Regions from separate parts of the Sus scrofa genome. Here region 1 is linked to region 2. The links are chromatin contacts, called in public Hi-C maps. All regions are on one chromosome and are shown on one strand. The core of a region is the stretch at or near the end of the contact, and the rest is flanking DNA. Distances in the headings are between cores, read along the strand shown.

Region 1 (4,881 bases), core at 2,239-4,738, 160 kb after region 2:
CATTGGTGGTTTGTGTAGATGTGTCTTAAAAGCACCCATTTTCTTGCCTATTCAACAATTCTCTTTTCTTTTCTTTTTTCCTTTTTTTTTTTATTCCTTTTTTAAAGATGATATCTTCTCCTCTGGTATCCAGGCTAAGTCAACCAAACCAAAAAGTCGATCTTCACAGACAGTGCCTGAACCAAGATCTGAACAGAAGGTGTCCAACATATTTGATGATCCTTTGAACGCCTTTGGAGGCCAGTAGAGTATACAGGGTAGCCTTCAACCACATCCTTGAGTTAACGATGCTGTCTTATGTGCTTATTGTTAACTGAATTATAAAAAGCAAATACTGAAACAGCTAGGTCACATCTTATCCAACATACCTAGTATTTTTCTGTACTGGTTTTAATCATGCTTAATACTGCACAACAAAAATAAATGTTTCCCAGTGTTTTGTTATTATTTTTGGTTGTGGGTTTTTTCCTTTTTTTGAACTATATTTTGATTTAATTAACCTTGGTAGGGCCATAGTTTAGGGTCTATTAGAGAAGAAACCTATTTGTGCCTGTCATGGGTGGGCAGGGACTCCCAGAGGTAGCAAGTGCCAGACAGATGACCAGGCATCTTTCTTACTTGGATGGGCGCTCTAACTTAGAGCCTGGGCACTCCATAGAGGAAGAGGGTGAGAGACTGTGTACTTCAGGAGTCTTTGCAGTAGGAGAGAAGGTTTCCTCTCATTCCACTGAATTCTAAAAATGGCTCTACAGGTTTGGCAAACTGTGGCCTTCTACTTTCTGTTTTTGAAAATAAAGTTTTATTGGAAGGCAACCATACTCATTCATTTACCTATTGTTTATGGCTGTTTTCACCCTACCTACAATGCCAGAGCTGAGTAGCTATGTCAGAGACTGGGTGGCTCACAAAGTCTAAGATATTTTCTTTGTGGCCCTTTGCAGAAGAACTTGCTGATCTTTGCCCTAAGGCATTCATTTCCCTTCCTTGAGCTTTGCATTATTTTGTGAAAGAGGCAGAATGAACCAGGTAATGGTAGGGAGAATTGCCGAGGACGTAAATGTCAGCTTCTAGAGCAGCACTGTTCCGTGGAACTCTGCCTTGGTGGAATGTTCTATAGCTATTGTCCATTGTGGATGGCGGATCCCTCTTTTAGTCTGTTTTCCTGTGCTGTGCCATTAGTATTCAATCTGTAACCATGGCACAATCTTGTAAGCTGAACCAGGTGGCTTTGCCCATTATGAAGACACTAACTTCTTCCTTGAGTACTTTTAAGGTTGAATTGGGAATTTCTCATACTCAGAGATTTTTAAATAGCTCTCACAGATCAGCTGTTTGCCCTGCTCTGCTGTGAGAATGACCCAATTGCCTATTCCATTTGTCTCTTTTATTCATCTTCCTTCTGTTCCTTGGTTACTTGTGTATAGCTTCCTGCTCTGAGTCTGAGCCCAGTGTGGGATGAGACTCAGCATTTGTTAAACATGTTTTTCTTTTGGATGGAGCAAATCTGCTGATCCATCGTTAGGATTGATTCCAGGGAATTCAGGAGACAATAGTGTTAGAAAATGTGCAAATTGCTATTTTGAGGGGCTTGAAAGGGGGAAGGAACTGAACACTCACTGGTCTGATGGTAGACCATTCACTTTTTTTTTGTCTTTTGTACTTTTAGGGCTGCACCCGCAGCATATGGAGGTTCCCAGGCTAGGGGTCTAATTGGAGCTGTTGCTCCCTGCCCACGCCAGAGCCACAGCAACACCAGATCCGAGACACATCTGTGACCTACACCACAGCTCACAGCAATGCCGGATTCTTAACCCACTGAGCGAAGCCAGGGATCAAACCCGAACCCTCATGGTTCTAGTTGAATTCGTTTCCACTGTGCCGTGACAAGAACTCCGACCATTCACTTTTTATGTTATTCAGTTTCTATTAGCAGATAGGAATTTCACAGATAACGCTAAAATCTGGAAGGAGAGTGGAATAGTGGAATAAGTTTGGATTTTTGTAATGAGACCTAGATTTAAATCTGGTTCTCCTACTTAGAGTGTAGGCAAATTGTTTTACCTTTCTTAGTTTTTATTTCCTCCTTTGTCAAGTAGGGGTTTTAGTAAAATCCCTTGCAGGATTATGAAGAGAATATGCAGAGATCCTTGTTAACTATCTGGCATTTGAAAAGTGGCACATGATGATGATGAGAATGAATGATTTGGACCAAGGTAACAGAGCTACCCAAGGTTTTAAGCTCATCTCCTTGACTCCAAAGCTCATCCTCTTAGTTTTCCCTGAGAGGGGAGGCAGGTTTAGAAATTAAGGCTTTAATTCAGTAAGATTCCTTCATCACAGGCACTGTTTTTGAGCTTAGTATACAATGATAATAGTCATATCTCTGTTCTCAGGGGACTCCATCTATTCAGTATTACAGTTTAAGAAGGAACCAGTGATGAGAGAGCCTGAAGTTGAGTGAAAACCCAGGGTCTCATAAGCCCCAGATTATGCTCAATAGTTAGTTGAATTGTGGAGATAAAATTGGTAGGTGGAATCTCTGAGGAGAGTCAGAAAAGGATAGAACGATGGATATAAGGTACTGGGGTTCATTCTAGATTGGTTCCTTGAAGTCACAAAAATGAGTAAAACTGCAGTGACAGGGAGATTCCTGTTCATGGTCAGATGAGTAATCCACCTAGTAAAATTGTAGGACAACAGAGTTGGAAAATCCTTAAGGTTTGGATTTAGAATACCCATGGGAAATGAAGAGAAAGAGAAGCAGCGAGGCTCCTTATCAGGCTGGAAGGTTTGTGTTATGTGTTTGTTACACCCAAGTTGAACAGCTTGGAAACTGGAGCCAAAAAAACCAAACAAACCCAAAAAACAACCCCCCCCCAAAAAAAAAACCCCAAACAGGTGGCTGGGCATACCTGACGCTGGGATTTAACAGCCTGAGGTACCCACTCAATTTCAAATGGATGAGGAATAAATGAGTAAGACCTAGAGCTTGTTTGCTCTCGCTCTTCTTTCAACCAGGCATGGCAACGGCCTCATATTTCAGATGAGGTAGGCGAGGCCACAAACGTTAGGGGACAGTGAAGCGCAGGAAGGGTGCTCTGTTTAAAGCTGGCCGGCCCGGACTGCACCAGAAGTGCACTGGCTCTGAAAAGACCATCGACTGGGACTATCCCCCAGCACGTCAAGCACCTCCAGTCGAGCGCCTTAGGTTGGTCGCAGGGAAGAAAGTACTGTCCACACCTCCTCCGGCCAGAGGCCAACTCCACCGTTCCCAGAAGCCGGGGCTACCGTTCTCCAGCCCGCCCGCTCCGGCCCTAGTTAGGTGGCCACTGCTGGTAATAAAGGATTAACATCCGGGCCTCTCCTAACCGACAACCACCACCGAACCCCGAGGGAGCCCCGGCTCCCGAGCAACCGCCGGCGTCGGGCAGCAGGGCCCCGCCCCCGCCCCTGCTGATTGGAGGGTGACGTAAGCGCCAGCGAGCGATTGGTACGTGGTGTCACAAAGAGGCGGGGGCGCGGCTGCGAAGCGTTGCTGGTGTGTGCCCGCCGCGGCATAGCTCGCGGGGGCCGCACCTCTCTATGGGCTTGCGGGCTGGCGAGTGAGTGGACGAGAGCAGGTGAGGGCAAGCGGGCGGGATGGGGAGGGCCGCGCTGTCGTCGCCAGCCTCCAGGCCGTGCCCCCTCCGCCGCGGCTGCCCGAGAGCTGCGCGGCGGGTCTCCTTCAGCCTCCACTTTCGATCCCTCAACGAGCGCGACGCGGGGTGCCCCGCCCCGCCCGGCAGGTGCTGCTCTCCAAGTCGCTGCTTCTGACGTGAAGCCTGAGCGCTGCCCTCCAGATCAGGCCCTTGCGTCTGGGTAGCTGGAGTTTATCCTGGAGGAGCACGGGCTGCGCAGGTGACTCCGTCCTCTACAAGTGTCTGTACATTGAAGGCTCGAGGAGGCGTTGGCTCCGAAGGATTTCCCAGGCCCAGTAGAAAATTGATTTCACAGTTTAGGGTATAGATGCATGATGTAGTGGATATAGTTCTGAAACTTGTACTTAAAACTTAGGGATATTTCCAGACATTAATAAAAAACAGTTCATTAAAAGATAGTGTTTTTAAGGGCTGCATAACATGCTATAACTCTATGTTGGGGGGAGAGTTTATAAGAACTCCTCGTATATGGCTAATATTCTTTAGGATGGAGGATAAAGCTGATTCCAAGTTATTGAAATTACTGATTCAGCACTATTATTGCGTTACCTGCCTTTAACTTCCCTTTCATCTTTGGTGGTTGTGTTTTAAGAACTTTTTCAGAAGAGATAAGAGAAATGTTTGGGGAATTGATTTAGAAATGTATTTGATGGCATTACTTTTAGTGTTTTTTTTTTTTTAATTATTGGTAAAAATTCTGCAGGCACTTTTTTCTCTGCCTTCTCCCTTTTCTCTTCCTCTTCTAGTTTTTCGCTGTCCTTCTATCATTTCCCATCCTGTTTTTGAGTCTTCATTGCCCCTTGTTTTTCAACATCATAGAGTTCCATAATGTGCTCAGTCAAGACTGATCACACACAGCTTTCAGAAGTTGTCCATGGACCCCATTTTTAATACTGGCTAGGTCTTTGATCTGATGGAACTTCCATTTGCTTCTCTGCCATCATCTAGTCCTCTAGTATGGGTTAATCAAAATTCAAATCTTTATTTTTGTCCTCTGTTACAGTAATTTCTCCTGCTGAGAGGTATAATTATTTCCTAGAGGCATTCATTTCAGTTTTGCTTCTTTTTGGATATTGGAAATTACTCAATTAATTAGGGCCCAAATTTATGGTGAATGTTACATTGCAATTGGTGCTGTGCTATTTTTTCTTTTAGCCCATGATTACTTTATCCATTCTCATTA
Region 2 (4,654 bases), core at 1,823-4,322:
CCCACCAGAGACCTACACCTGGACCATCCTTGGAGTCGGGAGCAAAACTCTAGGTAGTTAAAACTGGCAAAAAGGGAGCTCCTATAAGCAACACAACTGGATAAACTATTCCCCATTGGAATGTGAAAAGTATGCTGAGTTCCATAGATGTGCACATTTCAATCAGTATAAGAAATATGACCAGGAAGCTAAATTAATACAAAATGTAAAGATATTTAATAAATATCCATTTCCCTATCTCACTCACTTCTCCTCCTAGGATAACTATATATAAAAAATTTAAACACCAAGTTCGTAAAAGAATTTCAAAATTTCAAACAACAAATTTTGATACAAATTTAGATTTCGAACATTTTGTTTATTGGTGTACTGTGCCAGGTATACAAAAAACATTTACACATATGCACAAGTACAGCCCAAGTATTAATTCAGTTCCTCTTCTGCAGAATATAAAGATCCAATCAGTGAGGATTGACTGCCTCCATCATCTCCCACTCACCTCTCCTCATTTATATGCAAATAAAGTTAACAGAACCACAGATTAGCCTATCACAGAAGTCTGATACAATCTCTGAGGTCACTTTCAGTTCCCCGTCCCTCCTATCTCCTTTAATAAATCCTCTGCAATCAACATCTGAAACCCATCCCTTCCTCATCTTCAAAATAGCACCAACATTAAAAGAACAAGTATATCACTCACTGGGCAACTGCGTTTGTTTCTTGCAACTGGTCTCATTGTCTACAGCCCTGACTTTCTCTAACCTGGTGTTTTACAAACTACAAATGACCAACATTTGTTAATAAAATAATACAGACACATGAGAATGCATCATACATAGTAAAGATAAGCATTATTTTATGAAACACTTGTTTGCTGTAAATATTTGCCTATATATATGTATATATGTACACATGTACGTGTGTGTGTATATATACATGTATTTCTTACTCTGTGTACCAGGTGAAATATACTATGGTTTGCAGTCAGAAAAATCCAAAGACCACTGAGCGAGGCCAGGGATCGAACCCATGCCTTCATGGATGCTAGGTGGGTTCATTAACCACTGAGCCACTATGGGAATTCCCCCAGCCTCTTACACTACTGACCAGTGCATTCTCCTTGAAATATTCTCATCCCTGCATGACACAATCAAAGCCAGGTTTCCCTCCTACTTCTTTGGCTGCTTCTTTTTTTTTTCCTGGCAGCACCCACATTATGAGGAAGTTCCTGGGCCTAGGATCAAACTGGCACCACAGTTGCAGCCGGCACCACAGTTACAGCCTATGCCACAACTGCAGCAATGCCAAATCTTTAACCTGCTGCACCACAAGGGACCCTCTCAGTCCACTCTTAAATGACAGTGTTTCTAGAGTTTCTTTTCTAGGTCGCCTTTATTTTCACTACATGCTTTATATGATCTAACCTACTTCCATGGCATCAACTATCATGTTTATGCCAAGAACTCCAAAACCTATATTTCCATCACAGAAATATTTCCTGGGGTACAAACCCACGTATCCCATTCTCTCCAGAATCCATCCACTCTTCATCTTTCCTACAGTCTGAAACCAAGTATAAACCATCATGATCTCCTATCTAGAGTAACTCCTTAACTAGTCTTGTGCCCGCACTTCTGCTCCCTTTCAATCTATTCTTCATTTTCCACATACCAGGGAAGGACCTTTAAAATATATACATTTTAATAAACTATATGTATTTTTGATACATATATATCTCCAATCAAGTCCAATCAGGATAAAGCTCAAACCTCTTAGCATTGCCCAATATGATCTGATCTTTGTCTACTTCTTTGCAATCCCATCTCTCACTGCTCTCTGGACAACCTACATCAGCTGCACTGTGGGATCACTTCCTTAACTTCCTCTTCATCTAAATAACTCATCACTCTTCAGTCCTCAGAATAAGATCCTCACCTTCTGGCTAGGAGATTATCTTTGACCTTCAAACTAGATCAGGCACATCTGACGTCTTATCCTAACTATCTGTCTCATATACTGGAACATCCATTACCCTTTATTATATTTACCTCTGCCATTGTCTACCTCTTCTGATAGATTTTAGGGTCTGAAAACAGACCAAGTTACCTTTGTTCACCACTGTATGTCAAAGACGGGTGTAAAGCCAGTAAGACTAAGGGCTCTCCACCCAGAGACTGAGAATTAAAACTGAGGACAGCTGTGACTTTCTTTGTAACTTTCTTTATATCTAGAGACTGAAGCTTCAGGTAAAAGATTAAACCTCCTTAACGACCAAGGCAATTCCAATTAAACCCAAGGAAAGCAAACAGGTGGAGTCTCTCGCCGCTTCCCATGCTGAGTGACTGCTTGTCAGGGGTTCTCACACCACCAATCGCCACGGGGAAAATGGGGCCCCATTCCCCGACTAGTGGCCTTGATGGCTCAGCAAGGGGACCTCAGCGTTCAGAGTGATGCATACAAGACCAGAAAATGGGGGGCTGTAGTCCCTGGGTCCTCGGAGACCAAGAAGAGCTTTGGGCCAAGGCGAAGGACAAAGAGCTTTATTTCCCCACGTACCAAGCGAGGTGGCGCTGCCTCTGTGCGGTCCCGCCCGCCCCGAGACGCAGCCTGACGAGGACGGCGGGACCCTGAACTGCACGGGAGCGTCCTTGGAATCGAGGACGCGCCTCTGCCTGCTGGGGAAGCTCCGGGCGTCCGAGGCGGCCGGCGGAGAAGTTGCAGCGGCGCCCCAGCGGGGTCGCTTGGTGCAGGGCTCACAGCCGGGGCCCGCACTCATGCTGGGACCCGCAGCGAACAGTCCCCGGGCCAGCCAGGGCGGAGAGCCTCATTCACTAACCCGGAGAGGGACGGACTGCGCCTCCTTCTCGGCGCCTCCCGGCACCATGCCCTCTCTGCTGCTGCCTGCGTCTGCAGCTGCTGTTCCGTAGGCCTCCCGAGCCAGGCCCTATCCAGTCGCCTGCCTTCCCTCTTCCACAGGCACCCCACCTGCCTCAGGATGCGCCGCTTTGATTTTCTTGCTCCGTTCACTTTCCCACCACCGGAAAGCTGCCGTCAGGCGCTTCCGGTTTCCGGGACGTACGCTGTCGCAAAGCGGAAATGTGAGGTTTAGGTGCTGCCGGCGCCCGGAAGGTCAGCGTGTGAAGGAGGTGGTGGTAACGCGGGTTTCACCCGCTGTTACAGAGGAGCAACGGCCGAGCGGACGATCCCGGCCTGAGCAGCGGGGAGAAGCAGACCGGTAGTTTGCTGCAGTACCATGGAGGGCGGTGGAGGAAGCGGCAACAAAACCACAGGGGGATTGGCCGGCTTTTTCGGAGCCGGCGGAGCTGGCTACTCGCACGCGGATCTGGCGGGAGTCCCGCGTAAGTATCGGGCCTAGCTTACGAACATTTCTGACTGGTTCTTGCCACCACGCCAAACCTGCGGCGTGCCCTGTCCTTTTTTTGCTAGCGGTCACAAGCTTCAGTAGCAATCGTGGGGTTGGTGTATCTCCGGGGCCGCTCTTTCGACATCGAACGAATTTTTGGAGCCATAGATCCGGAGAAGGTTTCTGTGGTTGTCCTGGATCATGTCAACCAGGAGATGCTGCATGTTTTCTTCCTTTTATATTCAAGCTTTCTGCCTTCTCTTTCCTCTCGCACATTCCTGTATATTGGGCCTTGTGCTTGGCTCTAGGTGAAAAAGAAAACCCCCTTCTGCAAGTAAATGCATTCCAAATACCGAGTTCATAGATAACTTTTTAGCTCAAAGTCGCATATTCTAAAACCACAAGTAGCCGTCAGGGCCACTCATGCATACAGGGGAGAAAGAAACATGATTCGAGACAACTAGGGGAACACGGAAGAGAGCTGAATTTTAAAGGTAATTTATAGACAAGAAAGAAGCCAATATGAATTTTAGGAAGGGAAATACGTACAATCGAGGGTGCTGGAAGCACGAATGCCCTGCCTGTGCGCTCCTCAGTACAAAGAATGTGTATTCTAGATCTTTGAAATTATCTAACTGGGTATTCAACTGGATGACTAGAACTTGGACCTAAAAATAGGAAGTTGGTGGAGGATAAGCGTTTTATAAAACTATTTTCTCTTTTAAGAATTTTCGTACTACTTCTTTAGGTCTTTTATGCTCAGAAACCAAAAAAGCTTTTTTTTTTTTAAACACGCTTAGAAGTTCCTAGTGTGACCTGTATCAAAACTGAATTTAGGGCGTAGTTTGTATATGATAACTTATAGAACAGAACTGTAGGGAGTTTGTGTATAATAAGTCACAGGAGCTCCGCATTTGGAGCACAAAGGGCTCTGCTTTAATGTGAAAAACCATTGTTACATTAATTGAAATTTGAAGGTAAATTAAAAGATGGAGTCAATACCATTTATTGAGTACTGTAGATGGATTTTTCTGGGTGCAGAACTAAGACAGTTAAATTTAAAAAGATGATTGCTGTTTTTGTGGACCTTACATCCTATTGAAGTGAGCCAGGTAACAAAAATGTTTCAGTGACACACTTATCACTAAGTGTCTGAAGGCAATAAAGCAGGATCTTGAGATGGTAGGAACTGGAAGCCTTTTAAGAACAGATCAGGGAAAGCAACTCAGGGGTGCTGGCTTTTGAGCTGTGACCTGAATACAGTACAAATGTGGGGAAGGGTAAGTGTTG

Evidence for each region. Hi-C and Micro-C count contacts between places; a contact is called where the count stands out from the background.
Region 1: a contact with region 2 is called in a Hi-C map of liver, with 1.7 times the contacts expected there. The contact joins the promoter of ZFAND4 here to the promoter of PARG in region 2. A contact is called at or near these places in 2 of 47 Hi-C or Micro-C datasets (heart right ventricle and liver).

Annotation. Positions count from the first base shown.
Region 1 is chr14:90,640,048-90,644,928 of Sscrofa11.1, forward strand. It overlaps ZFAND4 (zinc finger AN1-type containing 4), which reads left to right and starts at 3,489. Exons shown (of 10, transcript NM_001302672.1): 1 at 3,489-3,620. It overlaps LOC100522401 (WASH complex subunit 2A), which reads left to right. Exons shown (of 33, transcript XM_003133111.6): 33 at 108-447. The coding sequence ends at 247.
Region 2 is chr14:90,477,943-90,482,596 of Sscrofa11.1, forward strand. PARG (poly(ADP-ribose) glycohydrolase) reads right to left here and starts at 3,073. Exons shown (of 18, transcript XM_005671222.3): 1 at 2,986-3,073. It overlaps LOC100157391 (mitochondrial import inner membrane translocase subunit Tim23), which reads left to right and starts at 3,013. Exons shown (of 7, transcript XM_001926555.6): 1 at 3,013-3,359. The coding sequence starts at 3,254.